6 separate regions of the Mus musculus genome follow, and regions 2, 3, 4, 5 and 6 are each linked to region 1. A link is a contact called in public HiChIP or PLAC-seq and promoter capture Hi-C data. All regions are on one chromosome and are shown on one strand. Each heading gives the region's core, a stretch centred on a gene start, on an enhancer-like site or on the middle of the called end of the contact. The rest is flanking DNA. Distances are from core to core; before and after follow the strand shown.

What was found. Promoter capture Hi-C pulls out the DNA fragments that hold promoters and counts their contacts. HiChIP or PLAC-seq counts read pairs in DNA pulled down with a chosen protein or histone mark. Capture Hi-C pulls out chosen DNA fragments and counts their contacts.
Region 2: a contact with region 1 is called in an H3K27ac HiChIP or PLAC-seq map of the NIH/3T3 cell line, with 8 times the contacts expected there. The contact joins the promoter of Fam107b here to the promoter of Sephs1 in region 1. A contact is called at or near these places in 3 of 39 promoter capture datasets (cranial neural crest, hippocampal neurons and liver), 4 of 115 datasets of contacts at active chromatin or transcription factors (the NIH/3T3 cell line, T-cell acute lymphoblastic leukemia, astrocytes and 1 more) and 2 of 9 other capture datasets (adipose tissue and liver).
Region 3: an H3K4me3 HiChIP or PLAC-seq map of embryonic forebrain shows a contact between it and region 1, with 3 times the contacts expected there. The contact joins the enhancer-like site here to the promoter of Sephs1 in region 1. A contact is called at or near these places in 1 of 39 promoter capture datasets (liver), 1 of 484 Hi-C or Micro-C datasets (bone marrow-derived macrophages), 3 of 115 datasets of contacts at active chromatin or transcription factors (astrocytes, embryonic forebrain and large pre-B cells) and 1 of 9 other capture datasets (liver).
Region 4: a contact with region 1 is called in a promoter capture Hi-C map of liver, with 5 times the contacts expected there. The contact joins the enhancer-like site here to the promoter of Sephs1 in region 1. A contact is called at or near these places in 3 of 39 promoter capture datasets (hippocampal neurons and liver), 5 of 484 Hi-C or Micro-C datasets (the AML12 cell line, the Ba/F3 cell line, the G1E-ER4 cell line and 2 more) and 2 of 115 datasets of contacts at active chromatin or transcription factors (embryonic forebrain and large pre-B cells).
Region 5: a contact with region 1 is called in a promoter capture Hi-C map of liver, with 3 times the contacts expected there. The contact joins the promoter of Upf2 here to the promoter of Sephs1 in region 1. A contact is called at or near these places in 3 of 39 promoter capture datasets (hippocampal neurons, liver and pre-B cells), 3 of 484 Hi-C or Micro-C datasets (CD4 T cells and embryonic stem cells), 3 of 115 datasets of contacts at active chromatin or transcription factors (astrocytes, large pre-B cells and pro-B cells) and 3 of 9 other capture datasets (adipose tissue, liver and pancreatic islet).
Region 6: a promoter capture Hi-C map of erythroid cells shows a contact between it and region 1, with 9 times the contacts expected there. The contact joins the promoter of Sec61a2 here to the promoter of Sephs1 in region 1. A contact is called at or near these places in 2 of 39 promoter capture datasets (erythroid cells and pre-B cells), 3 of 115 datasets of contacts at active chromatin or transcription factors (astrocytes and embryonic stem cells) and 4 of 9 other capture datasets (adipose tissue, embryonic stem cells, liver and 1 more).

The regions. Positions count from the first base shown.
Region 1 is chr2:4,878,911-4,883,654 of GRCm38.p6, reverse strand. Sephs1 (selenophosphate synthetase 1) reads right to left here and starts at 2,091. Exons shown (of 9, transcript NM_175400.6): 1 at 1,795-2,091.
Region 2 is chr2:3,711,001-3,715,744 of GRCm38.p6, reverse strand. Fam107b (family with sequence similarity 107, member B) reads right to left here and starts at 2,287. Exons shown (of 4, transcript NM_025626.4): 1 at 2,109-2,287.
Region 3 is chr2:3,736,842-3,741,585 of GRCm38.p6, reverse strand. All of the region lies in intron 1 of Fam107b (family with sequence similarity 107, member B), which reads right to left. Among named protein-coding and RNA genes, the nearest start is that of Fam107b, 26 kb to the right of the region's middle. Within about 2 kb of position 1,930, at least 62 of the 459 cell types and tissues checked have an H3K27ac peak or open chromatin away from gene starts, as enhancers often do. A contact at or near this core is called in embryonic forebrain, where this site is marked.
Region 4 is chr2:3,797,616-3,802,359 of GRCm38.p6, reverse strand. No RefSeq gene overlaps it. Among named protein-coding and RNA genes, the nearest start is that of Gm36031, 7.9 kb to the left of the region's middle. Within about 2 kb of position 2,394, at least 59 of the 459 cell types and tissues checked have an H3K27ac peak or open chromatin away from gene starts, as enhancers often do. A contact at or near this core is called in liver and neural progenitor cells, where this site is marked.
Region 5 is chr2:5,948,687-5,953,430 of GRCm38.p6, reverse strand. Upf2 (UPF2 regulator of nonsense transcripts homolog (yeast)) reads right to left here and starts at 1,962. Exons shown (of 22, transcript NM_001081132.1): 1 at 1,878-1,962.
Region 6 is chr2:5,892,596-5,897,339 of GRCm38.p6, reverse strand. Sec61a2 (Sec61, alpha subunit 2 (S. cerevisiae)) reads left to right here and starts at 1,908. Exons shown (of 12, transcript NM_021305.4): 1 at 1,908-2,083; 2 at 4,119-4,186. The coding sequence starts at 2,077. It overlaps Gm13267 (predicted gene 13267), which reads right to left and starts at 1,876. Exons shown (of 3, transcript NR_166420.1): 1 at 1,566-1,876. It also overlaps a transcript of Dhtkd1 not described here.

The sequences.
Region 1 (4,744 bases), core at 842-3,341:
TGCCGTTCAAGAGAGTGCTTGCAAAGTTCGCTGATGTTTTTTAACATTCCTAGAAAGCAAACATCCTGCCTAACAAACCAGTACACACACCATTGACAAAACTCGCTAGTTCATTACAAAAAGAAACAGTATCTCATGAGATCACTAGTCGTCTGGCACTGGGTACCACGCACTGCATTTCCGCACCAGCTCTTCCGGTTGCATCTAATTCAAAACCCAGTTAAGTGCTCCCGGGGTTTACACACTTTCTGACTGATGCTTTATTGGGCATAGGATTACAGACACCCTAAGTTTTAGGGTCGGTTTCTCCCATAAAATTTATGATTGAAAACATAATTCCCATTTATATAGTTTTCCATCCCCCAGGAAGTACATCACTCATTTAAACTAAATTTCACAAAGCCCAAATTCGGCAATCCAAACCATCATCACAAACATGACATGAGCAATGATTTCAGCGGGAAACTACCGACACGGATTTCGCTCATCGTTCATAGAAACCAAACTTCTCTACAGAGCAGTGTGAGCCAAGCAAGTTTCCGAAATGGGCATTCTGAAGCCATTTAACAGTTTGGAAAGAGTGCGAATTAAAATTCACCTTCGAAGAAAGGTTTGGAAAATCACATTCATTTTGCAAAAAATGCCTGCCTCACCTCTACCTGGTACAAAACGGGAAGACTTCCCTTTATAAAGAATCTATTTTCCTACCTCCAATCCTCACGGCCTCAACCAAAAGGCAGGAGAGAGACTCCGAAGAGCACCTTTCTTTTACCTTATTTTCCCTACACTTTCTGGTTAGGAAAGTTTAAAAACGCCTTACATCAAGAAAACTCAGCAGTTAAAAAACTCCCAAGTGCAAGGAGACCTAAGTCACACGGTTTGGCCTCAAAGGAAACTCCAGCTATTTGAAAAGGATGGAATTTGGGGTGTGCTTTGGGTAGAGGGAGTGCGTCCGACCTGGAAGCCACATGTTTACACCTTTAAAACAATGACATGAATATTTAAAGCCCGCGTTTAACCCCTTCGCTCCCGCGGGAGGCGGGCTCGGGCAGCGGGGTGCGGTGGGGCAGCACACCTACCTCCCCGCCAGCCCCCAGGCCCCGCGCGTGCTCACAGGCCCGGGCGCCGCGGCGTGCGCGCCGGGACCCCGCGCCCTCCATGGGGCCGGGCGCGGAGGATGCCACTCAGGGGACACCTTAAGTCTCAGGCTGCCGCCTTTAAAGGCACGGCGGGCGCGGGCCGCGTTCTTTGTACCGCGCCGCGCGGCTGCCGCGGGCAGGCCACCGGCAGGGCCATGCTGCACCGCAGGCCCCGCGTCGCCGCTGCCGCGGAGACCGTCGCCGGCGGGGACCGGAGGGACCCGAGGGCCGAGTGGGGGCGGGGAGGCCCGCGGCTCGGCGCCAGGACACTGGGCGGCTAAGGCAGAGCGCGCGCGCGCGCGGGCTCGCCGTCCGCGCCGCCACACAAAAATGTCGGCGGGCGAAAAGATTAACCCCTGCGTGGCCGCCGCCGCCCTCCCCCTCCGCTCCTCCCTCCCAACCCCGGCCCCGCGTGCCGCGGCGGCGACGGCGGAGGAGGCAGCGGCGCGGGCGGCGCTTCTTTTTTAAAGCGGCCCCACCAAAGCCTGGGCTCGGCCCCCTCTCCAGGCAGGGCGCGCGAAGGGCCCCGGTGCACGGCTCCCCGGCGGTCCCGGGCGGCCCGGAGGGGGATTTGCAACGGCCGCGCCGGGCCTGCGGCCCGCTATTCCCCTTTAAGCCTGCTGCCTCGCCCCCCCTCGCCAGGCCCGCCGCTTACCGGCTCGCTTTGCGCCCTCCGCCTCCTCCCGAAAACGGGCCGCGGCGCTCCCACAATGCACCGGGCGCGCTGGGCTCCCTTAAGCGTCGCCTGAATTTAAAAAAAAAAAAAAAAAAAATGCTGCTCCCGGTGGCGGCGGCACCGCCGGGCGCTCGGACGCCGCGTGGAGCTCGGCCTAGGCTGGGCGCGGCCCTCCGGGAACCGGGCCGCCGCGCTCCCGCCGGCCGGGCGCGTGAGGGTCCCTTTAAGAGCGGCCACCTCCCTTTAAGGCGGCGGGCCGGTGGCCGGAGCGCCTCCGGGTTGCTGGTGGCGGTGGCAGCGGCGGTGGTGGCTGCGTGCGGCCCGGGAAGGGGGCGGGGGCGCTGTGCAGAGGCCCGAGCGCGGCAATGATTGGTCTCGGGGGAGGGGGTGGGGGGTTGCAAACCCCAGGAACGGTGGCATCCGTTGCATGATGCAAAAGAAAAAAGAAAGGAAAAAAAAGGGGGGGGGGTAGATTGATTTCAAAAGTTGCGAGCAGCACTGGCAGCAACCTTGAGTGATGGGGGCCACCTACTTTCGCATCTCTGTCCCGCGAGAAGGGAACAGAGTGTTTTTGTTTTTTGCACAACCTGGCTGGGTGCGATCCCCGCATCACCCACGGGATGCAATACCTGCTCCCGAATCTCTGCTGCAGTGAGACTGTGCCCATGGGAACAATGTGCAGAGTGTAGGAGCCAAGGTCGCCCCCAGTGAGACATTTGAAAACCCAACTTAACCCCGCGCTCCATTCTCAGTGACTCCCATCTTTTCTTCATTCTATTGTTTGAGCGTAGCTCCGCATTTCTTTGGAGTCCCAGTGAAATATGCAAATGCTCTGTGAAGTTTCTTGAATCTTTGATCTGCATTTTGGGGAGGGAGAGTTTATGTTGTCCGGGTTATACCATTTGTTCTTCTCATGTCCAAGTAAACATGGCAGACTAATCCTGTGTGCTTGAATTGACATTGGTAATGCGGTTTCACTTGAAGTAACTTCAGATTTCCGACTTCGTACTGCATTGCTGGTGCAGAGCGTGTCCCTTCGAAGGACTTCTCTGGAAAGCTGAGCAGAGCAAACTTGGTTAGGAATAGGTTCGCATTTTCCCGATTATTTAGAAGCAGAACTGTTGTATCTTTTGGCTGTCTTTAGGTTCGTACACCCCGCAGATGTCCTTTTCATTCCTGAAATTGCCATTTGCCTGTTTCTTAGGAGTGGGATCTAGGGTGCAAAGTGTGGCGAGATGGACACAGGCATCTCCTGCCTTTGTGTCTTTTCTCCACAATACATTTGGGAGAATACAGTAGCACCTGGGCTCCTTAGCATCAGACTTCGGACATCGATTTATCGTTGATGAACGTGGAGTTTCTTCTGAATGGTCAGAAGACACAAACACAGCCTCACCAGATACCACACCAGGACTCCAAAGCCAGAGGGAAAGGGTTATACAGTTACATTTGTCCGGTTCTGCCTTTTAAATTTGATTTTGCATTTTAAACAATGTAACTTTTTTTTGTTCCTCACTTAGTTAAAAAAAAAAGTGATTTTTTTTTTCAAAAGATTTCACAATGAGAAAAAAAAAAAGTGGATGACACAGCAGGACCCCATGTCTAGATTTGTGTGTCCCTCCAAGGAGACTTAGCTCTTTGTTAATGTTGAAGGATGCTCTTTCTCAGTGGTGATGGAGGAATAATACCCTGGGTTAGGGGTTATTGTTTTAATGAAGCTGTACTAAGCCTGCATGTGTACTTGAACTGGAAGCATTGGGGAGCAGCAGAAGGGAAGGGTTTGGTGTGATTTAATGTGCACTGAAGAGAGGGGTAAGTATCAGATCCCCCAGGGTTTTTTTTTTTTTTTTTTTTTTTTTGTTGTTGTTGTTGTTGTTGTTGTTTGGTTTTTAGAGACAGGGTTTCTCTGTGTAGCCCTGGCTGTCCTGGAACTCACTCTGTAGACCAGGCAGGCCTCGAACTCAGAAATCCGCCTGCCTCTGCCTCCCGAGTGCTGGGATTAAAGGCGTGCACCACCACTGCCCGGCCAGGTCCCCCAGTTTTAATTTTGGGGACTGAATGACCAGTGATTGACACTTCTGATACTGGAACTGCTGGGAAGCTAACAAGTTTTGCAATAACTTCAACCTTCAAGATGCTAAGTTCTGTGCCTGCTGAGTACTCCAGGTAACTGGGAAAGCAGTTTGGAATTTTGAGATGCAAATCTGTGTGTCATCCGCATGGTACCCTAAGCCCCGGAGAGAGGTAGGATTAACCCAGAGGGAGATCTTGGACAGAGCACTGTATCCATGGAAATGTGAGCAAGGCTTTCTTCCCTCCCTATAAGGTAACAGGCACCTCCAGGTCTACCCTCTCCTCCCCCATACACCGCCGGAGGTCTCCAGCAGCACTGAAGCAAGCCTCTGCCTCTCTCAAGTTCTGTGTGGAACCCAGGGCCTCACACGCTAGCCAAAAGTTCTACCACTGAGCTCTACACTCCGACTCCAAAACTCTCAGCAGTGTTGACTGCAGAGTCTTGGAGACACAGATGCCTTGATTTACTGGGAGGCACTAGACTTGAGGCTAGCTACCCAGTGGACCATCTTACTGTGCTCACGATGGCTTTTTTTTTTTTTTAATTACCTGTATTGCTTTGCTATGGAACTCCCTCTAGTCAGCCATTCTGCCAGTTTGTAATTCCAGAGAGCTCACCTGAAAGGGCCTCAGAACCCCATTCCTGGGAAACACCTCCCTAACATCCCTAGGTTCCAGTGATCCCATCTGAGACGGAGTTTCTCTGACTTGTACTACCATGCTGAGGCTTATTAGAAATAAGAATTAACCAGCTACCCTTGAAACATCTGGTAGGTGCAATGAGTGGTAGCCTCCCATTCTTCCAAAAGATATGTTCAAGCTGCACCACATCACCACAGTATATATGAAGGTGGCT
Region 2 (4,744 bases), core at 1,038-3,537, 1.2 Mb after region 1:
CACTCGATGCTGTTAGGAAGTACATGACTAGAAAAGCAACAGAAATCACTACGGAGGGCAAAATATTCTGCCCACCACCTAGGGGACAACCCTGCAACTACTCCAAGTGTGCATGCATATTAAGGAACCCAAAGCAGATGAAAAACTGCAAATGGGACCTGACAGCACACTGTCCCAACCTCCTCCTATGGTGTCTCCTGCTTCAGAAATGACTGCAGAATACTTCATCATCTCTTGAGCACCCTGCCTCTAAAGGGCTGTCTCAAAGGCTTCTTTCTGCTTTGCATACTAAAGAACTCAAAGACCAAAATTTTTACAAGGGGAAAATATAAGTAATGACAAAGATGTCCACCGGCCAAGTACGTAGCTGAATGGCCTTTTAGACACTCGAAACTCTTCACTGTAATGAAAACATATTTTACTTTCTCAACACAAACTTTCTGAGATGTGCATGAGGCACATGGAAAACACGGCTAGTCTTTCTACAGGCAGCTCTTTCCATCCTGGATTTCTCAGGATTCTCAGAACTTTTCACAGTAAAAACATTTATTTACCTTTTAAACGGTCCCAAGCTACTCCTGATATATATCTATCTATATCCATATATGGATATATGTGTGTGTATACAGATATAGATTTAGATATACCCATACAAATATATATATACATGATAAAGTCTTTTGTGTTATCTCCAGTGAAGTGCAAAGCACATTACTTTCCCTTCATCTTCCCGCCTCTCCCTTCTGAATAAATAGTTACTGGCAAAGCTCTGAGAAAATATATTCCAAAACAAGTTGTTAGTATAATCCTCTGTGAAAGCAGTAAAAGGAACATTGCAAAGTTATCATTATTAAATGTCATGCTTTAGACAAGTATAAAGGTTAGGAATTAACAATGTGTTCATTTAGACTCTCTCTCTCTCTCTCTCTCTCTCTCTCACACACACACATACACACACACACACACACAAACTTCCCTGCCACCTATAAAGCAAATACACCTTCATCCTCAGGGTATGTGTGGGTGGTGGCCACATGAGTGACCTATCTTCTGGTTTTTAATTTATCACAAATATATATGATTATTAATTCAAAGTTGTAAAGCCTGAAACTCCAAACACTAAGGAACCGTCCCTAGACAGGCATCTCTGACAGGATTTAGAGCAACTTTAACATGTCCAAATGCTAGTGAGGTAGCATGCCTAGAGAAAGTGTACCTGTTAGCAGGGAGGCTCAAATTCAGAAAGTCAAGCCAAACAGGGCTCCTTCTGTTCCCCTGTTGGCGCCTCCAGTATCACCCCCCATTCTGACTAAGTAACCTCACTTAGCAGTCCTGGACAAAAATCTGAGAAGGGATTGGGATGGCTGGTGTGTGCACTTCATCCTCTCAACAGGAACTCTCTACATTTCAAAGAGAGCTGGGGACGCTTCACTTCCAGCACACATGTCAAAACTTGGCTCTTATACACCAGATTACCTCCCAGTCATCCAGAAATGTTTCAGGAGGCAATCACTGAGTCCCCCAAAAATGTGGGGACTTCTGCGCTGACATCACCCAAACCCCCTGGCTTGACCGGACTCCAAGAGGCACAGCAGAGTCCAACATAGAAAAGTTACTTGCAGACAGGAAACAGTGTCACTACCACCTTTCAAAGCAGCACGACCCCGCCTTTGTCTGCCGGGTAGGAGCCGGCTTCGGGACGCTGACCCTGTCCTGCTGCCGGGACAGGCAAGGCGGGCATCTGGCCCGGGGCGCGCAGCCACTGCAGCCTGGGTCTTAAGGTCTGGGTCTGCAGGGCCGAGGATGCAACAATGAACCAACCAAGCAGCAGCCTGGATTCCCCCCTCTCCAGGGGGCCCCTCCGCCCCGGCGCCCCTCGATCCGGGCCGCCGCCCGGGCCCTGCACCCTAGACCTCCCCAAGCAGCGCAGGGCCACCAGGCTCCCCGCTGCTCGCCTACGCCCGAGGGACCGCATACCCCAGCCCGCCCTGCAGGCCAACGACAGGGTCCCCCAGGCCGGGGTCAGACACCCGTCGCTTTCTCCCGGCGGGCGGCCGCCTTGCAAGCCCCTCGTCTTTGTGTGAGAAGTAAGTGTGGGGCCAGCCTACCTCGCACAAAGGCGCGCTGCTCCCTGGCGCGCTCCGCTGCTGGCGTTGGTACCCGGCACCTTAGCCACCGAGGTGGCGAGAGGGCGGTTCCGACGGCGGTTGCAACGCCGGAGTAAGAAGCCCGTCCGGCTCGGGGCGGCTCTCGCACCCGGCGGCCTCGCGCGTCAGAATTAAGTGGCGGGGCGGGCCGGGGACGGGGCGGGGCCGCTGAGTCATCACTAAGTCACGCCCAACTCCTAGGCCACGCCCCCGAACGGCCGACCACGCCCCCCGAGCTTTCAGCCTTGCTTTGCCCTAGTGGACTCAGATGAGAGCTCTGGATCCTTGGTCATGTGGCAGGGGCCTCTGTTGTGCGGGTTTACTTTCCTTTGCTTGGGTGCCCAGGAAAGGACCAGGAAGGTGGAAGGAAAAGTTGTCACCTGTCTAATGGAAGGTGTCAGCTGCAAGTTCACGGGGCCCACAATTTAAAATTCATTATGCATCTGCTTTTGAGTTTATTTCTCATCTTTCTGTCTCTCCTTTGTATATGTGTTTCTCTCTGTCTGTCCCTCTCATGCTCTGTCTCTCTGTTTGTCCTTCTCTTGCTCTCTCTGTTTCTCTTTCTGTTTGTCCTTTCTGTCTCTCTGTGTCTTATGTCTTTATGTATCTGTAGCTCTCTTACTGTGTGTCTATGTCTCTATGTTACTGTGTATCTCTTATTGTATCTCTGTGTTCTCTCTCCTTTTTGTTCTCCCCCACCCCTTTCTCTTCGGTCTGTTGAAACCCTGCCAAATATTTTTTTTGGAAGAAAATCAAAAAAGGAGTTTGTTATAATTACATAAAGTCACAGTCAACTGAAGGCTCAGAACCCACTGACCTGGGCTTTCCTCTCCACCCTCACCAAAGGGCAGATGGAGAATTTAGATCAAGGAAGGACTGATCTGATCTTTAAAAAAAAAAAATCTAATTTCATTCTCTAGCTCTCCTGAATTGTTTCCCTGCCCTACCCAAAATTCCAAGGGTGCCATTTACATGAATCACGAGTTCAGCCATTTACATGAATCACGAGTTCAAAAGCAGGCCCTGTCTCAGGGTGAGAACAAGGCCAGCAGGTTGATGGATTCCATACCAAAGCCTTTTCATTTTCTTGGCAACAGATGACTAAGGATTTATTTATTAGGAAACTTTTCTGACTCAAAGAGCTTAGGTCATATTTGCACAGGGGGAAAAATGCTGTCAGTGGATTTCAATGAGCAAATTACCTATTCCAAATGTTTCAGTCTTACAGAGTCCTCTTAGCCAGCTCCTGGGCATCCTCCCAATCCAGGAGCAATAGACACACTCACCCCAGGATTCACATTACTTCACATTAGTCTAAAATACAGCACGTAATAGTGATAACTTTGCAATATTCCTTTGCCGCTTTCTCATAGAGGTAAGCCAACAATAATTTCCTCAGAGCCTTCCCAGTCCCAGGGGCTCTCTGCTGTGCTTCACTCGCAGTCTTCTGCCATTCACCCCCATGCATGGAGTTTCCTCTCCCCCTGATGGCTCCCTAGTCTCCAAGCAGAGGGATCCTGCCTAGACTCCTACCCCTACCCACACTGACATCAACTCCTAAGTTCTGAATAGGATGAGCAGCTATCCCCTCCCCATCTCCGGTAGTGCCCACCACACTTGCCTCTGGGCTCTGTGACCACAGTATGGTAATGGTGTTCTAACTGGTCCTAGCCACCATTGTGTCAGGGTCCCAGCTGCTTTCTGGGTGAACTTTTAAATCAAAACTGATCCACCACTGCTGTTGCTGCAGCAGGTGCTGCTGCTGCTGCTGCTACAATATCTATTGTTTTAGCTATTTTTCCTGCCATTTTGACAAAACACCTGATAGAAACAGGGGAAGGAGGGTTTACTTGGGCTCACAGTTTCACAAGCTTGTGTCCTTCCCGGTGGCTGGTGTATCCAATGGTGACTTTACAAATGAGTGTCCAGAAGCAGACAAGAATAAGAGTAGAATAAGCTGCCAGTTATCATTTTCAAAAGCCCACTGCTAGCAATCTACACCCTGAAAATACCGTAGCCCCCCAAGCACCACCACTGGCTTAGAACACACACTGAAAGCATGAACCTCTTAGGAGCATTATAGATCCAATGTCTAATGTGTAACAGGTTCCCAATTCCTGCTACAAGGTGAAGTTCAAGCTGCTTAGTGCAGTCCTCCAAAGGAAAGTACCCTTCCCTGAAACCACCTTGACCATGGTCCCATGCTCTTCCTACACCCCTAAGCACCTGGGGCTCTGCTCAGCCACTGTGCTGCTGCTCTGTGACCACTGACAGTGGGATTCTGCCTCTGCCTGGAATACTTCTAACCACTCCCAGCATCCAAAAGTCTCGCTGAGTCTAAGGCTCCTCTGAAAAGCCTTCCCTGACCTGCTCTAACTGAATGGGTTCATTCTTCCCATCTGACCTGAGCACAGCATTGTAATTATCACATCACTGTTAATATGCACTCCCTGAGAGCATTTTGCGCCTGACATATAAGCTTATCTATACATCCTTGGGCTTAATTTAGCATGTGCCATATAAGAAGTGCTAGGGCCTAGATTGTATTCTCTCCTTGATATACAAATTGAAATCCTGACTACCCCTATCCCAATGGA
Region 3 (4,744 bases), core at 681-3,180, 1.1 Mb after region 1:
GGAAAACACAGAAGGGTATATAAAACAGACATCAGCATGTTATTAAACACATTCATATTTTGACAAATGAGGATATAAAAATAGGCTAGTGGTGTGATTTGTAGGAATTAAGAGGGACTGTTCTTCAACTATGAACAGAAAGTATGCAAATTGAGGGTGGGGTCCAGCAGCAGGCAGAAGTATCTAAGGTCAGCAGGAAGAACCGGCAATATCAGCATTTACCTGTCTGACTTGTGTGTGGTGGGAGGATTACTGACTAGAGAATGAAATGGGAATGAGATGTGAGAGCGAAACTCCAGAATTCATGTGACGGTGTGACTAGGAGGAGGAGGGGGTGGTGACCAGGTTTGAAAATGAATTAATAAATTAACGGGGGGGGGGGGGGAAGCATAGAAAACATTCAAAGTCACTGTGCAGAGCGTGGGCCAAGGAGGAAAGGGTTCCATTTCCAGGCTGCCCTGAGGCCCTCCGAAGCGGGGGTGGGGGGGTGGGGGGGTGGGGAGGGGATGGGGGATGGGGGGGTGGGGGGGTGGAGGAGTGGGGGGGGTGGGGGGATTTCTCAGTTACAGAGTGACTTTCTCTGGCTGGGCTCAGCCATCTACGGACAGGAGCAGGTGGTGAGGATGAGGATGGAAGGGATGCCAGGGTGTCCATTGGGGGGCATTCGATACAGCAGAGCCAACGCATGGGAGAGAGCAGCAGCAGAGGACAGCAGGAGGCTTATGAGGGAGTCCAGCACAGCCTGGACTCACCCTTCCTAAAGGGAGCCCAGAAAATTCCATCCAACAGTGAGATCTCAGAAGTTTGGACCAGAAGCAGTTGTTACTAACAAGACCTAGAGCAGTGATCCCTGGAGCGGCATCCTAGAGAGAAGGGTGTCCCACTCATCTTGATGTGAGTTCTGAAAGTCACATGTCCTGTGCAAGTAAGTCTTCAGGTCACAGACTCACTATACCAGAGCCACCCCAGTCACAACCAAACTGGGGCTTCTGTCCCCAGTTCATGCTGACTGAGGACCAGGGCTAACAAGACATATGGCTAAGGTCAGCCTCTAGGGAGCCAGAGACAGAAGACTGACTACAGGGCAGGGTCTCCATTTCCTGTTTTCAGACCAAAGGCCTCTAGGTGTGAGAGACACGGTATTCTCTCCTAGGCTGCAGGCTGCCAAAAAGCAGAGCGTACAGAGGTGGGGTAAGAGCTGGCTGACCACAGGACAGGAACAGAAGTGGGCATGGAGCAAGAACAGAGAAAGCATGAACACAGAATAGAAGAGCACACAGGACAAGCCAAGACAGTGACGTAGAAAGGCACTCAGAACAAGGACCTGACACCTTGAAGGAACACTCTGCCACTGGAAACCAAGAAGAGCGACAAATACAGGTCTCAGAAGGCAGAAACTCTACAACACAAGACCAGAACAAATGAAGCAAACCAAACTGTCCCCAAGCCAAGAGCAGCTACTATCCTTGGAGACCCAGAGCATACATGCACCATCCCCATCACTACAAGAAAAGTTCAGTCAGATGCGCAAACCTCATCTCTATTGGAAAGTAAATAGCCTCATTGTCAGTTAATTGAAACCTAGTTACAAAAGCAAACATTTGTTCTTGATGAAGCAGCTCCCTCACTCTGTGACAATACGCCTTGTAGCTAAAAGTCAGACCTCCTCACAGTCCTGGATGGATGCCACCCTCAGCCAACATTCACACTGCTTCACCATCTGGCACATGCTGAATCAATCACTCCTGACTACCTATAAACACTCTGCCCAACTACAGAAGGCTCTTCAGATCTGCCTTGCAATATCACCCTGACATTATAAAGTGCACAGGCTCCGGGGCAAATCAGAAATGCATGCCTTATGGTGTGCTCATGACATCACAGCTCACTTAAAAATGTAGATCTTCCTGTGGATCCAATCACAAGGAGAAGACTAGACTTGAGCTATATCTCCTACCAACCCAACACTAGGACAGTCACCACGCATGCCCAAGGATGCTGCTCGCTCTCACAGTGCACTGTGGGATTCAGAGTTCCATTAGAGACCCTAGAAACTGCAAACAATGCTGCCTGGCTCCTGTGTGATTCTCTCCTATTCCTCCCAAGTTTATCACTGGACATGTGGGGTTTTAAAGAGCAACTGCGCCAATGATCTGTGCCTCCTTCTGTACGTCAGCCTCCTCCACACAGCACGCACTGCACAGCTGCCAATGTGAAAGGTGTTACAAAACCTGCAAGACATGGCTAGCAAATTTCAGTTTCAGTGTGCTTGTTAAAAATAATAATAAAGTAGAAAAACAAAACAAAATTTAAAAACCCAGTTCACTGAGAACAGAATTCAATCACATTCACTCAACTCCCCTGCCAACCCACACAATTGAATTATAACCCTTCCCCCAAAAGTCTTTTATCTGGTATATAACAAATGGCTGGGTAAAATTTCCTTAGGCATCCTAATGTAAGTACTCCTGACTGACTCTGTAAGAATGAACCACTTGTTATAAACGCATGGTACATAAAACTTACTCAGTATCTCAAAAGCAAGCCATGGTTTTTGTTGCTTTTGCTATCTGCCCATTCTGAGGAGAACCCACAGACTAGTGTTGGGTTGGTAGGAGATGTGTGTGTGCGTGCGTGCGTGCGTGCGTGCGCTCGGGGGATAGTAGTTGGCATGACGACAAAGGCCTTACTCTTTGCAGTAAATCAAATTAACAGACTGTGATATAGTGATTCAAAACTGACCAACACGGGAGATAGAAGGAAAAACATAAGGACCACAAATAAATCACTTATTAAACCCACAGGAAAAGCCGTATGTAACTATATCCGTAAATTTACATGAAACAAAAGAAATAGATTATGTGATACTTTAATAATATTACATCATATATTTCCCCAATGTATCTTTACTTTTAACACAAGTCACCTATGGTCCTTTAAATTCTGCAAGAAGAAAAGAAATTGCTTTCTAATTTGTGCATATCTGGTCACAACCAGCCGGTAGCAGGAAGTCTGCGTCCAGATCCATTTTATCCCAGAGATCAGACTAGTCTACATTACTCTGCACCCCATCTGTGCACAGCAGGAAAGGAAATATGACATCCTATACTCACAATGCAGCTTCCTGGTGGCCTTTCATGAAAACAGATTTTGTTGGCCTTTGCCGTAAGCTGTTCATAAAAGTAAATTATCCAAAAGAATCAATAAAGAATTGGACACAGCCTCTTTCATGGAACACAGCTTCTTTCATAGAACGAGGTAGGAGCCAGAGCTTCTAGATTTTCTATATTGGGTGTTTATATCACCCTGTACTAAGCCTCACTACAAAGCATAAAAACTCAGAAAAAAATTGTTGTGTGGCACCTGAGACACCAGGCAAACAGCAGCCACAGGAGCAGGTCACACAGATGCACACTTCCCAGTCAATCCCTGATGGTAAGGAAGCATTTTACCCCGGGACTCCAGCCATGAGTGCTGGCATGTACCTGTAATCCCAGTGCACAGGAGGCAAAGGCAGCAAGATCCATTCCCAACCCCCCTCGAAAACAACAGGTCCTAACCCAGACCCACATCTATGTGTCATAATATACTAGTGGTTATGTCACCCATTTTCTCCTGCATTTGTGTCTTAAAGTAGATTGCTAACACACCTTGCAAAAATATCCAGCTCCAGGTAAATGGACAAGCAAAATGAGCTATCTGCATACAATGGGAAATCATTCACCCAGAAAAAGAAAACATCTGACCCGTGCTATGACCTGGACGAAACTTCAGAACAACAGACTCGGTGCAGTAAGATGAAAAACAAATATTGTACCACTGCACTAATGCAAAGCCCTTCATGTGGTCACATTTATAAAGAAGACAGAACAGTGGTAGCCAGGGATGGAGGAGAAGAAGAGGACCCCAGCTCTGCTCCTAGCAGCCATACTGGGGGTGGCGGGAGGCTCACAACCATCTATAACTCTGGAAGATATGGCATCCTCTTGTGGCTCCAGGGGCACCACACATGACAAATACTCACACAGACACATGCACATATAAACATAAATAAAAAATCAAATGTTTAAAACTATATAACTTTTTAGAAAGTATTTTCTTTCCGAAATGTATGCTGCCTACTGTGTTTGCCCTTCAGCTCACAGTATGGCAGCGGCATGATTTCTGCTTGAACCCAGATATAGAGTCCTTTAAACTCGGGCTATAACCTGTGCTTATCAAAGCACACATCCACACTGACCCTGCTGGGTAAAAAGGAACTTGCTTTTCAAGAAAAGAAAATGTATACTGGTAATCCACAGCCTTCTATTCACATAACACTCCGGAAGAAAATGAGCCACTTTGTCTCCTAAACATCTTTGGACAGTTAAGATTTCTGTGACCACAGCAGGTCAGGAAGTACAGTTAATTAAAACCATTTTTTTTTGAAAGAGGTACACTCATTTAAGAATGGCTCCTAGTCAAAATTCTTCCCAACTGGATAGTCCTAAAGCTGACATCTATGCTAAAATTGAATAAAGTAAGGAGCAGTCACAGAGTAAAATGATAAAGTCTCCATTTCTAAATCTAAAGCTTTTGTTAATGTGAAGCATCCCCCCCAGCTTCCCTCAAGACACTCCAGAGGGTAACCGGCTTGTCCCATGTCATACAGATACTGCCCCACTCAGGAGTTTAACGCAGTCCACGAACTCAGTCTCATCTTTGCGCATCTGTCTTCACTTTGCCAAAGCTTTCCTAGTAATTT
Region 4 (4,744 bases), core at 1,145-3,644, 1.1 Mb after region 1:
AGTAAGTTACATCCCTCCATGGCCTCTGTATCAGCTCCTGCTTCCTGACCTGCTTGAGTTCCAGTCCTGACTTCCTCTGGTGATCAACAGCAGTATGGAAGTGTAAGCTAAATAAACCCTTTCCTCCCCAACTTGCTTCTTGGTCATGATGCTTGTGCAGGAATAGAAACCCTGACTAAGACAGTGACCTAAAGTCAGTGAAAAAAACAATACTGTGCATAATTAGTACATGACTTCCTAGATCTGTTTCTATGCAGAAGGGTGATTGAGTGCATCTGACTTCTGTCTCTCTGATATCTTACCGTTCAAATACTTTTTCCTGTGCCCTCTCATTTATTCAGCAAGTCCTGACAGTTCAAAGTCTATGTGTGTTTCTAAGACTCTCCCCATGTGCCGAGGGGGTACACATGTCCATGAAGGATCTCTAACATTCATGATGGGGCATGGCAGTAGGGTTGGCTCCCAGGGAAGAGGGCATAAGCACTGTGTGCACGTTAGAAGTAGCAGTGTTAATGGGGTATTTGAGCGGGGTCATAGGCCCAGGAAGGAGTGGAAAGGCCAGAGTGCCAGCTGTGTAGAGAAGGCTACAGATGCAGACAGCTATATGGCAGTTGTGGCAGAGAGGCTCGGGGATGTCTTCTGCAGCTGGGTAGACCTGGATTTGAACTGTTTGACTAAGAGTGTTATGGTCTTCATATGAACAGTTCTCCCAGGAGTCCACATGTTCAAGATTTCTCCCTCAGCTGGCAGGGCTCCTTATGGAGACTGTGGAAACTATGGGAGACCAATTCAAGTTAGAGAAAGTGGGTCACGGAGGGCGTATCTCTGATGGTTCTAACTTGTCCCCAGTTCTTTGTCCCCTCTCTGCTTCCCATCCACCATGAGATAAGTAGTCTCTAGCACAGTGTGGTGGTTTGAATATGCTTGGCCCATGGGAAGTGGCACTTTTAGGAAGAAGTGTATTACTATGGGGATGGACTTTGGGGACTCCTCCTATGCTAAGGCTCTGCCCAATGCAGAAGACAGTCTCTCCTGACTGCTTTCAAATCAAGACTCTCAGCTCCGTCTCCAGCACCACATCTACTTGGATGCTGCCATGCTTCCTGCAATGATGATAATGGATTGAACCTCTGAAACTGTAAGCCAACCCCAATTAAATATTTGCTTTCATAAGACTTGCCTTGGCCATAGTGTCTTTTCATAGCAACAAGACCCAAACTAAGACACACAGGTTCCTGTTGGCATAATGTTCTACCCCACCAGCTGGGAATCGAATAGAGCTGGGAACCCTAATCTGAGACATCTGAAACTGAACCAAAGCCACGCTTTCTCCTTGAAGATGTCCCTTGACGTTATTGTTATAGCTCCACGATTATAACAGGCATAAGGCTCATGTCCTGGGAAGCTATAACAATTATCCAATAAAACACTTAGCACAATGTCTAACCTGTGGTAAAGGTTGTCTACTACCATTTCAGAAACCCAGAAGTAGCTTGGTAGAGCAGACCAGTTTGAATAGGACCAAAGTTTCCATGATAGGCAGACTGGCCTTCAACGTAGTGACAAATTTGAAGTGAGGCCATCATAAGCGGAGATCTGTGTTTCAGGAAATGACTCTCATACAGTAAAAGAAGAGAGACAGCGGATGGGGGCAATCAGTCTCCCGTGAATCACTGCAAGGTATGGGTGTGTGGGGTGCCCCTCCCCATGCACCATCTGTTTCCTCTGCAGACTGACACTCCCCTTCCTCCTAAAAGCTCACTCGCTGGATGAATGAATGAGTAAATGAATGAGTAAAACTCATTCTTCCAAACAGATGGAGGCCATTTTATAGCCTGCCAGGAAAACTGAAGGTCAGGAAGCTCAGACGCTGTCCCCTGCCTCATAGTAAACAGCAGCCCTGAGATTCATACAGTGGACTCTTCTGGAGGCAGAAACTGGATACCACACGGACAGGTTTAAACAACACTTACTATTCATTCAGTAAATACCTCAGCCAGACAAGAGCAGAAAACTAGGGGCCTGGGGTGGTGAGGAGACGAAGACCAGTAAGGAAAATAATAACACCACCAACAAACTAACACACGTGGATTATTATTCTAGCTAAAAAATATTTTAAAAGTTCCACTGGATCCCAGTAGGTGGCAGCATCCGGCATCATTTTAAGGCCATTGCAAACAGGTTCAACCACCTGCGCTGAGGGTCTGTATGGGCTAGGTCCTAGCTAGGAGTCGGTTTTATTACTTTATTTAAGCCTCATTCACAATCACTTATAACGATAGGTATGAGCGTCCTAGGCTAAAGGATCAAACTCAGAGCTGCTGAGTCCTGATGTCAAAAGCCGGCACAGGGAGGGAGACCTAACGCTGCGCTGCGCTGTGTCCCTGGGAGAGCTCGCTTCCTACAAGCTACTTACTCTCATTCACCCCCTGCGCTGACTCCTTCTGGACCAAGTTGCCTGCTGTGTGTGCCTTGCTTCCTGACCCTCCACCTTCAGTGTGACTGGCCCAGTCCTCTGCGCACTGCTGAAAAACAACATTCACTAGACTTCCGGTTGGGCTTCGGTTGAGCATCTATTGTTTAACAGGAAATGAAGGGATGGAGCTGGAACTCAGTCATGGAGTTCTCACCCAACATGTGAGAAGCACAAGTTCAAGTTCCAATATTGCCAAAAAGGAAACTATTTATTGAGCAACTACTCATGCCAGGACTTTCATGAAAAACACCAACTTCCAGCCCCGACAGAATTCACCCCTCAAACATTCTCCTCTTGTTCTAGGTTCCTCTGGCTTCCCAAATGACTTTGCAAGGCATGGCCTGGCTCTGACCTGGCCTTAAAGCTTTCCTTCCTGTGCCAACAGGACTGTCCTGATTGACTGCTCCCACAAAATGAGGAGGGGTCAGCATGTCTCTGCCTTGAACCATGGCTTCGGTGTGCTTTCTCTAAGTGAGGGCACAGTGGAGTGTTAGCCCACAAAATGGTGCTTGAAGTTCTTAAGGCCAATGTGGACAGACTTTCAGAAGAGGAATCTGGAGACAGACATCTGAGTTTAAGATCATACAAGTTACTGCTGGATCTGTAATCTGTTGGTGACATGGGCTCTGCAGTCCTTCATGGCATAGGATTCCGGTGACAGAGCCCTGCCTAGCTTGAACAGCATAGAAACAAAACATAGATAAATACGAGAATGGTAACTACTTATGCTTATTAACCACCTCACACATAACCCGGGGAGGCGAACACTGCTCCGTCTACCCCAGTGAAGTCTGCTTGGCAGGCCGAGAGGCCTGGGAGCACTCACGAGGCAGGGAGTTTCAAGGAAACTCAACCTCCTGGAACCTTGGCATTCTCATAACCCGTGTACTCATACCCTATCCCCGTGTTAGTCTGATGTATGGATCCATGTGCTCTCTTTCAGTATTATCTTATTATAAGTGCCTTTAAAGATTGAATTCTGACATAGGTAAGCCTCCACCAGTGTTCCAACGTCCTAGAAAATCCTTGAAGCCAACGAACTAACGAGCTTGGAATTCAGTAGGAATTCAGTGAAAAGGTTACCTATTCAGTAACATTCAAATTTACTTCTAGTAGAGATTTGAAAGTAGGCATTACAAAGAAGAAGCTAGAATAGCTCAGGGCTGGTCTGCAGAGTGATTACTTAGGACAGTAGCCAGTCTCACCCAAACAAGGGAATACACAATGACCTAGCTAATAGGTGGGTTTACCATGTAAGAGGTAGGGAATCCCACTGAGACTGGAATCTTCACTACAACCAGGTATAACAGGCTACATTTCATATTAGAAGAAAGTTGGTGAATTCTTCTGACAAATGGAGATTCCCTACAAATACTTAAAAGAACAGCCAAGTTACACTCATACAAGAATTTATCAAGGCCTAGGAAATAGGAGGTTTGTGGTATTGCATTAATCATGAGAAGGTCTGCTAGAGCAGAAACCCCTGGTGCTAGCTTTCACAAGGCTCAAAGGAGTAGCACAAAGTGTGACTAGGGTGTGAAATCCTTAGCTGTCATTAGCTGACCCTAGGCAGGGCTGTTTTATCTTTACTGTAAATATTACCTGGTTCCTGTAAGTCCTTTTGGAGTCATTCCAGGTAACTTCAATGTCAGGTAACTTCAATGTACTTTGCCAGCCGTGACATCCTACCCCTTTGTTTTCTGTATTATATAAGACTGGTGTTCACTTTGTGACAATACACTCAGATTCTACACACTCTCTTGTGTCGCTTCTGTTTGTCATTTGCTGACTCCTTGCTCACCTGCAACTAGAGACCTGTTCCACGCAGACAGGAGACCCAAATAAGGGGTTAGTCTGCGGCAGAATACAATCATTATGACCATTTTATAGATGAGGAAACTGAGGCCAGAGAATTCTCCAGTATTACAAAAGCAAAAAGGTGGTAAAACTAATATAAGATTCTCTGAGTCCAGAGAGAGTTCCTAAGCTTATTCTACTGTGCACTCACTCTCCATCCCCAAATTCTAACACCCAAAATGAACTCCATCTGAAACTGTTTATGGGAAACACCAGAGCCTCCTGTTACACATGCGAATACATACATATGCATGTGTGCACACATAAACACATCCATATACATATAGACACACAGGAGAGAGAGAGAGTGAGAGAGAGAGAGACAGAGAGAGACAGAGAGACAGAGAGACAGAGACAGAGAGAGACAGAGAGAGAGAGAGAGAGAGAGAGAGAGAGAGACTTGTCCTGATC
Region 5 (4,744 bases), core at 713-3,212, 1.1 Mb before region 1:
AAGTGCTTCCGTAGCTACCCAGGGCTCGTTTCCACTATGTTCACACTCACAGGACTGTGTAAACCAAGTACACTAGCAAACAAACACAAAACTGGGCAGTGGTAGCGCATGCCTTTAATCCCGGCACTTGGGAGGCAGAGGCAGGCGGATTTCTGAGTTCGAGGCCAGCCTGGTCTACAGAGTGAGTTCCAGGACAGCCAGGGCTAGACAGAGAAACCCTGTCTCAAAAAACAAAGAAAGAAAGAAGAGAAGAGAAGAGAAGAGAAGAGAAGAGAAGAGAAGAGAAAAGAAACACAAATCCAATGACAATACACTTGTAATCTGTCAATTTAAATTCAATAAATTAAATCTAATAAAAGCACTAGATTCTTATTTAATAACAGCTAAATAATTCACCTAGAGTGTCTCCAAATTTCCCATGTAATATTATATTAAAGAAGTGAATATAAAAATTAGTGGTCTTGAAATTGAAATAGAATCAACTTTTACAAACTACTCTGCTAAGTACTCAGACAGCCCTTAAAAGGAAAGTATGATTGAAAACCACCTTTCTAGCTCCCAAAATACCGCTCCCGGCACTTGGTCTGTATTATTTTAGTTGCCTTTCTAAGTACATTCTAAACTTCCAAAAGAAAGTAAAAACTGTTTTACTAGTAAGACAGACTCTAATGCAGTGTCCTGGAGAGAGGACAGAGAACGGAGGTGTCCCCTAATACAGCTATAAGTTTGCTAAGTACCATATGGTCTATGTATGAAATCACAATCAGACTGCTCTGAAAACACTACAGAGTAAGAGAATGCTGGTTTACCTTTCAAGTCTGTGTTTTGAACTCAAAATGTTCTAAAGGTAGAACAGCACAGAGATATCTTCCGGTTTCTGAGTTTATTCTTTTACAAAATCCTTATATATGTACGAGACTTATTCAAATTTTTTCAGAGATTTCACCACAGCTCAAAAGTGGCTTTCCTGACGATCTGTACGACTTTTATGAACCCCTAAAAACTATGACAAATGAGAAGGGTCAGTAACAGTCTTATTTTCATCTAATGTGTCAATCGGTACATTTAAGGTTTTCTAAGAGCAAGGCTATTCGCTTCCATGCGTACCCCCAAACCTGTAAGCAGCCTCTGCTAGGCTTCTCTTTAGTTCAACAGTACTTGCTTGTAAGGGAAGTAATGAAAGCCTTGAGTTCGAGTCGAACAGTCAACCATCCTACCTGATTAAAAGGAAGTAAACCCGAACAGCCCCGTTGCCCCCCATCCGCAGGTCCGCTCCAAGCCTCTTCCCCTGCACACGCATCACCCACAAATCTCCCACAAACCCCCGCTGGGTCTCAGGGTCCCACCATTGACACACTTCCCGTCCACAACTCCTATTCCGTGGGGACATCTAAGCCCCAAGCCTAACTTCTCATCCCACACTCCCTCAGACTGCAGCCTCTCCAGCTCGACTGCCTACTCCACATCTTCCCCGCTCCCTCGTCCACGCTTCCCTCCGGACCGCCGAGCTCGCCCCAAGCCTCTCCTCGCACTCTTCCACGCCCCCGAACACCTTCCCCCTCCACGGCAGGCTCCTCCGCCTCCAGCCCCGACGCTGGGCCCAGGCATGCGGGGCAGACACCTCTTCTATCGCCCCTCACGCCGGCCTCGGCCGGGCCGAGACATCCCCCCCACATTGACCGGAGCCTCCGGGAGAGGGGTCTGAGGAGGACGACGTCCGATCCGCTCGTCCCTCCACTGCTCGCCGCCCCCGGAGAGCTGGAGTGCGGAGTCGCCTCTCGGGTCCCTCGGGGAGCAGGAGTCCGGACCGGTAGCCCTCCGCACCAGCTCGTCCCTATCGTCGGAGTGGAGGGGGAAGGAGGATCCCCGGAACTCACCTAGTGCCTGTTGTCAACATTAGCCCCGGGTTTCCCAGCACCAACTCCAGCGCTCGGGCTCCCCTCCCCTCCCCCCGCCGCTCTCGCAGACGAGGGCCCGCCTTCCCTCCGCTCCCCTCCTCCCTCCGCCCGTCGGCCCGCCCGCCCGCCACTCACCAACGCGGCCGGGCTGCTAGGGGGGCGGGGCGGAGCGCAGAGGGAAAAGGAAAAGGCTGCCCGCACGACTGCCTAGTCCAAATGGACCTTCGTCTCCGGTCCCTCGCTATGTGTTCAATCCCTCGTCTGGGTTAAGAAGTGATCAATCTATACCTAATCTCGAGGATGTGCTTCTCCTTCAGATATTCGTTGAAATTCTCCTATCTGTAAATTTTTATGTACAGGCAATGAATAGGACAACCGCTTCCAGCACCTCCAATCAGGGCCCCAGCAGAGGGGAGGAGTGTTCCAAGGACCGGAGGCGGGAAGTGGATTGGTCGTCAGGAAAGGGAAAGCGCCTGAATTGGAGATGCGCAGGCGCAAGCGATTCACGGCTGGGGGCGGGGGTGGGGGGAGCGAGAATGAGACGGGGCGGAACTCTAAGGAGGCATAGAAGAGTGGTGGGATAGTAGAATTACGGGGCGCTGTCGAGGTCAAGGTTGGTAACTTAGTTCTCCGAAGGTTGCCTGATGCGAACGTGAGGAACGGGTTCAAGAAGGCAAACTTTGATTGGACTAATACCGAAAGGTTGAAGGTTTAAAAAATCGAAAAGCTAAAGAACATGGCTGTTGAGGAAGGTAGAGGTAGAGTAGACTGGTGGGGGAATTTCCAGAACCGGTTTAAGGTGTTGGACATGAAAAACAGCTAAAATAGAGAGCAATCAAGGCTTTTCCCATTTGGAAAATATAGAAAGCCCTCTATTGTAAGTATTATAACTTTCACAGTGGAATGAAATCGCCCCGTTTTTAAAGGGATGGGGTTACGAACTTGAACCAAATTGACTGTGAAGTGCATTATCAGCTGCTCAACCTGTTTTCCCAAGTGGATATAATGTGCTTCTGACCTCCGATTCGTGTTCAGATTGTGGTCTGCTTAGATGTACATATGGTTCTGCTCTGGTTGGCCCATAGCCAAAGGAACAAAGGTGCAAAACAAGTCTGGATTCATCAGTGTTCAAGCCCGTACAATGATCTGCTACCAACCTTAGTGCTTGAGATGTCTTTGCCCCCTTTTTATTCAGCCTTTGCCCATTTGCTTTCTCCCTGCCCACTTCATTATTAGCAAGTAAATTCTCTTTCAAATTGTGCACCTCCTGGGTTAATTTTTTCTTGTTCAAAACAACCAATAGGTCAATCACGTAAAGGGCACCGAAGGAGGGAGAGGTGAATGCTGCCACTCTATGCCATTGATAAGTAATTATGAGAAGCTTTTTGTTTTTTGTTTTTCGAGACAGAGTTTCTCTGTGTAGCCCTGGCTATCCTGGAACTCACTTTGTAGACCAGGCTGGCCTCAAACTCAGAAATCCGCCTGCCTCTGCCTCCGGAGTACTGGGATTAAAGGCGTGCGCCACCACGCCCGGCTTTTTTTATTTTTTAATATTTATTTATTATTATACCTAAGTACACTGTAGCTGTCTTCAGATGCACCAGAAGAGGGTGTCAGATCTCATTACGGATGGTTGTGAGCCACCATGTGGTTGCTGGGATTTGAACTCAGGACCTCTGGAAGAGCAGTCAGTGCTCTTAACCACTGAGCCATCTCTACAGCCCGAGAAGCTTTTTCTATAACACACAACTGAGGACCACTTCCAAGTCGCAGGTCTCCTTTTCTTATTTTGTCTGTCTTACCCTGCTCCAGATCTGGTGGTGTGGTGGTTCACATCTGTAATTCAGCACAAGAGGATTGCTACAAATTAGAGGCCATCCTAGCACACAGCAAAATCCTATCTCAGAACAAGAAAGTATTTATTTCCTGGATCTAGAATGTAGTTTACAGCATTGCCTTATCTTGCATGAAGCCCTGGGCTCTAACTCAGGACCCCACTTAAAAACTGAGAAAAACTGGGGGCTGGAGAGACGGCCCAAGAGTTAAAATTACCTGCTGCTGTTGCAGATAGCTGGGTTCAGTTCCTAGCACCCACATGGTAGCTCACAACCAACCAACTGTATAACTCTAGACCCAGGCGCTCTGGTACCCTCTACTGGTGTCTGCAGTGCACATGTATACATACACACACCCACACAGTTTTCTTTTAACTTTTAAAAAAGGAAGAAAAAAGAGATCTATCCCTGTATTGATGAACAAGTTCTCATCCTAAACAAGTCAACCCCTGTCTAAGAACACCCCAGGTGTTCTTAGGAACTCTTGTCATCACAGGGAACAAACAAGAGGAGGCGCTAAGGATCAGCTCAATGGTAGAGCATTTGCTGAGCATGCAAACAACCCTGGGTTTGCTCCCCAGCACTAACTCATAATATGTTTAGTACACTAAACACTAAGCCTGTGTTATCCAGCTAGATACAATGAAGTGAGCAGATGAGACATGGGAAGGAACTCTGCCCGAGATGAAAATTTAATCATTGACTTAAACATTACAGGTGCTGCTCCATTTAGAACAGTCTTGCATCTTCTTTACACCTGTTTTAAATTCAACCCAAACTGAAACTATTTCAGCCACCTAACCTACTAAACAACCTAGCTCTGCAGTACAGTGTGCTTAGAGTATTAGTTATTATCTCTCATGAGCACTTAACGTAGCTAACTAGGGCCATGCAGGCCAATTTTGCTATCACAAGGCAAAAAAAAAAAAAAAAAAATTCAAACTGAGTTTTTACTGAATGTAAGTTTACTTTTGTACTATCATAAAGTCAAAAATCCTAAGTTAAACTGTA
Region 6 (4,744 bases), core at 659-3,158, 1.0 Mb before region 1:
CCAGGTACGTGGGGTTCCATAGAGGTTGAATCTAGTGTTGGCCGCAAACTAAATGGTAGCTATGTGACGTCCCTTGAGTTGGTTCTCAGGAGCATCTACTGTGTACCATTCTGACTTTACGACAGTTTTTTAAAAAGGTTATGGGGACATAGGAAGGGCTGGAATACATCCATTGCCTTTCCAATTTTACCAGCAATGCGCCATGTTTTACATCATTGATGTGTAGGCAGTCCTGGCTATAGTAATAGATTCATAATGTACTTCTTTTTTTATTTTGATTTTTGAGATAGTTCTGGCTGGCCTAGAACTCTCTGTGTAGAGCAGGCTGGTCTTGAACTCAGAGGTCTCTCTGTCTCTGCCTTCTGAGTGCTGGGATTTAAGGTGTGTACCACCATGCCAGACTATTATTTGCATTTTAGAATAATGCTGCAGTTATTTAGCATCTTTCTAGTATTTGCCCTCTTTCTTTCTACGACATGTCCCCTCCTGTCTGCAGCTGGGTATTAGTTGCAGTACTTTGTACTTACTGGCTCCATCATTGTGCCATCTCTTTAACCCTTTCCCTCCCTTTCCTTTCTGCATCCTTCAGTCCTTCTTTCTTTTGCCGAGCCTTATGAATCTTGTCACTTCATTACTACTTATATAAATCTGTAAAGTTTCAAAGGCAAGTTTAATAAGAATAATAGTGTATATTTAAGTTTAAAAAAACCATAATGTACCTTTATTCTCTTATCTTTTGGTTTCTTAAATTAAAAGATATTAAAACTCTAAGATGGAATTTAATATATTTAAAAATGTTTTTGTCTTGCTCTTTCTAAATTTCTTCCTATGCTGCCTCTCACAAGTTTATTATTTCTTGTTACAGTTTTCCCTGACAGAGCTATGAAAATGTCTTCTGCCTTTCTACCTTTATATCAGCCACATTCTGAATTGTGTTGCAGAAAGGGACATTTGAATTATTTCATATGAAACACTACTGTATTTTCTTTCCTCTTAAAAATGTTAGTTTTTCTTATCTGCTGTCCATAATTATGCATGTTTAATGTTCAGTGAGAACTAGAGCTTCAGTTATGTAATTAGTAAGTTGAAATATTAAAAATAATGAATTTTGCTTAAAATGACACATTATTCTTTTTTTTTAATTAGGTATTTTCCTTGTTTACATTTTCAATGCTATCCCAAAGGTCCCCCATACCCACCCCCCATATATCACATTATTCTTAGCAAAATAAAAATTACCACCTTGAAAGAACCATTTTACTCAAATTTCTTATGTTTTCCATATATTTCCTATTTGGGAAAAATAGTCTGAAATTAACTTCTCTAATTTACCTATATTACCTTGGAAGTTTTACTGGGTTTTTTTTGGGGGGGCGGGTTCGAGACAGGGTTTCTCTGTGTATCCCTGGCTGTCCTGGAACTCACTCTGTAGACCAGGCTGGCCTCGAACTCAGAAATCCACCTGCCTCTGCCTCCCGAGTGCTGGGATTAAAGGCGTGCGCCACCACCGCCCGGCCTAAAAAGGTTTCTTTCTGAAAAAGAGAGACAGATAAAAGAGTTTATACCTCTTGATGCCTTGATGTCTATTTTGAAGATGGGGAAGTACTGGAAAGTACTATTGTCTGCAGTGTATTACCAGTTTTCACAAATGTCTAAGAAGTTACAGTTAAGATGGGGCGGAAAGAAAAGTCTGGCTCAGGTAGCTCAGCTCTAGGCCTTGGGGTACCTGGACCAGGAAACCTTATCTAGAAAACAGCTTTGAAAAGGAAAACCCTTGTCCTGGAGTAGAGCAACTAAGAACCGCCCACCACGGCAGGCCGCCCCGCCTCTTGCCATCCAGTCCCGCCCCCGCCGCCGCGCCAACGGTGACCATAGCAACGCGGTGGACGTCCGCCAACGGCCAGGCTAGGTCTGGGAGGAGCCTAGAGCGCATGTCACATGACTCTGTGGGCGGAGCTTGTGCGGGGACGGCCAGAGCGTGTCCCCAGCCTCCGCCGCCTAGGCCAGAGTCGTGAGGAACGGAGCGGAGGCAGCTGCGAGGCCGCGGGTGCCCGCCGGGTGTGCTGAGCCGCCGCCATGGGCAGTGAGTGTGGTGGCTGGAGCGCGAACCTCGAAGGCCGCGGGTCCTTTCGGGCTGTGGGCAGTGGAGTCGCTTACTCCTTGGGGTGGTCTTGGGTGCGGGGGATGCGCAGGCCTCGTTGGGGTCGCCACGGGCAGAGCGAGCTGGGGACCCGCCAAGGCGCCTCGGGTCAGCGAGGCCTTGCCCGGCGGGTCACGGGAACTCAGAAGTCCCGGTTTGCTCCCCTTAGGAGGCGAGGAGCGAGGATGGCGCGGGGAGGCCATTGGCTGGGGGCGGGGGGTAGTTAGCACACTCCACGGCTTGGACCACTTGGGCTTTTTCTGAATCTCAGGAAACTCATTAATTTTTAAATTATTATTCTTGAATCACGCTTCCTTGGTGTGTTGCGACGAATAAGTCTCCCTTTTTTTAAAAAAATATTTTTTATTAGGTATTTTCCTCATTTACATTTCCAATGCTATCCCAAAAAGTCCCCCATAACCTCCCCCACCAAGTCTCCCTTTTTTAAAAATGTGATTCGTAGCATGCGTTTTAGGGGAGGAAAGGCGTGTGATCAGTAGCTCAGCATTTTCCTAGATTAATTCTTCCCAGTCATTCTGTAGTGTTCATTGAAAACTGTAAGTTGGTGCGCAAGGTATGGACGAGGCCTCGCATTATAAGATCCTTCCAGGGCCCTGCCCAATCACTCACCCTCATGTATTTTCACACAGATACTTTACCTAGCAGTTCACATGTTTGTGTATAAAGGGATAACGTTGCGATGCACTCCATTGGCTAACAGTAGACATTTGGGGAAAATTGGAAAGGAAATAAGAGACCCTTGGCCTTGAATTGTGAATAAAAATGGAATTGTGCAACACGGGGAGAGGCAGTACATGGCGGCACGCAACAGCGTTTTTTGATCCTGAACGCCAGTACAGTAATTCATAAACTAGCAATAAATCTCGGAGAGTAGCCTGGGCTGAGATGGGGAAGGGAGGCGATTCTAGACAGTTTCCCAGTGTTGTGACCCATAGTTGTTGTTTTTTTAATTGCAGGTAAATGTTTTCAGAATTTAGATTTACTTTTTTTTTTTTTTTTTTTTTTTTAAAGATTTATTTATTTATTATATGTAAGTACACTGTAGCTGTCTTCAGACACTCCAGAAGAGGGAGTCAGATCTCGTTACGGATGGTTGTGAGCCACCATGTGGTTGCTGGGATTTGAACTCCTGACCTTCGGAAGAGCAGTCGGGTGCTCTTACCCGCTGAGCCATCTCACCAGCCCTAGATTTACTTTCTAAATAGTCCAAATGTACTTCTATAACAAACATGACAATTATAAATTATCACCAAAATCAGTTACTTCTACCTTTTTGGAGTCCTGCCGGAGTAGGAGGCAGTGTCTATCCCTAAACCTTGGTTTGTCTTTCATTTACTGCAGAAGTAGCCTGGGAAAGGAGTACTTTTTAATGAAATGTAGTTGACATTCTCTGAGCAATTCTTGTGTGTAAGCAAGTACCTTGATATGGCTACTTAGAGAATTACAACCTTGAAATGCAGCTAACTGAAATGGAGCGGGGAATGTGGAGGTTAAAAGGTTGTCTGTAGGAGGTGATCCTAGCTTTTTTGTTTTTTGGCTTTTTTGTTGCAGTCTTTAAGCTGTTTGAGTCAGTACTCCAGTTTAAGCTCATAACCTACTATACTATTCCTGCAGAAAGTTCCCTCCGCTGTTGTACCATTTGTTAATTACTACATTAGCTAAGTACTGTAATAAGCTATGTCTGCTTATCTTATACAGTGATGATCTGATTATTTTCTGTTGTGCATATATAAAAGGGTTGGGTTTAAACCTGAAGAAGCAAAGAAGTCACGGTGCAGGGCTGTTTCCCTGTGCTCCACAGCTATCTGGGAGCTTTGATCTTCTATAGACCTACTCACTTGAACTTGAGAACATCATGATTGTTTAATTTGGGTGGATGTGATAAACTGCTGTTACAAAAATTGTTTTTGGAATTATTCAGAGATACATTTTTAAACTCTAAATTTTTTTTTTACAGTCAAGTTTTTAGAAGTTATTAAACCTTTCTGTGCAGTTCTACCAGAAATTCAGAAGCCTGAAAGGAAAGTAAGTATACTATTTGTTAATCTAGCAGGTAACAGAGTGACTGACTTTGCCAAACCACCAAGGTTGACTTACTTAACCCAACAATTTCTGGCTGTAAGTGGAAAAACCATTACCTCCTTATCTTGCAAACAAGTATAAATCTGCTTTATGTTTTGTTTTGTTGTCTTCGAGACAGGGTTTCTCTGTGTAACAGCCCTGGCTGTTCTGGAGATCTCTCTGTAGACCAGGCTGGCCTTGAACTCACAGAGATCCACCTGCCTCTGCCTCCCCAGTGCTGGGATTAAAGGGGTATACCACCATTGCCTGGCCTGTTTTTAATTTTTAAATTACATTTATTATTCTAATATATATATGTGTTTGTGCCTGTGCAGCACTGTGCTATGGTATACATGTGACAGTCAGAAGGCAACTTTTGGGAATTGATTCTTTTCTCTTTCCCTGTGGGTCTGGGGAGGGGAGGAGGGAGAGGAGGAAGGACAGGGATGGTGGGAGGGAGATAAAGACTAGGCATGATTCTCAGTCTGTCAAAGATAGTGTTGTAAGTTATACTGTTTCCTG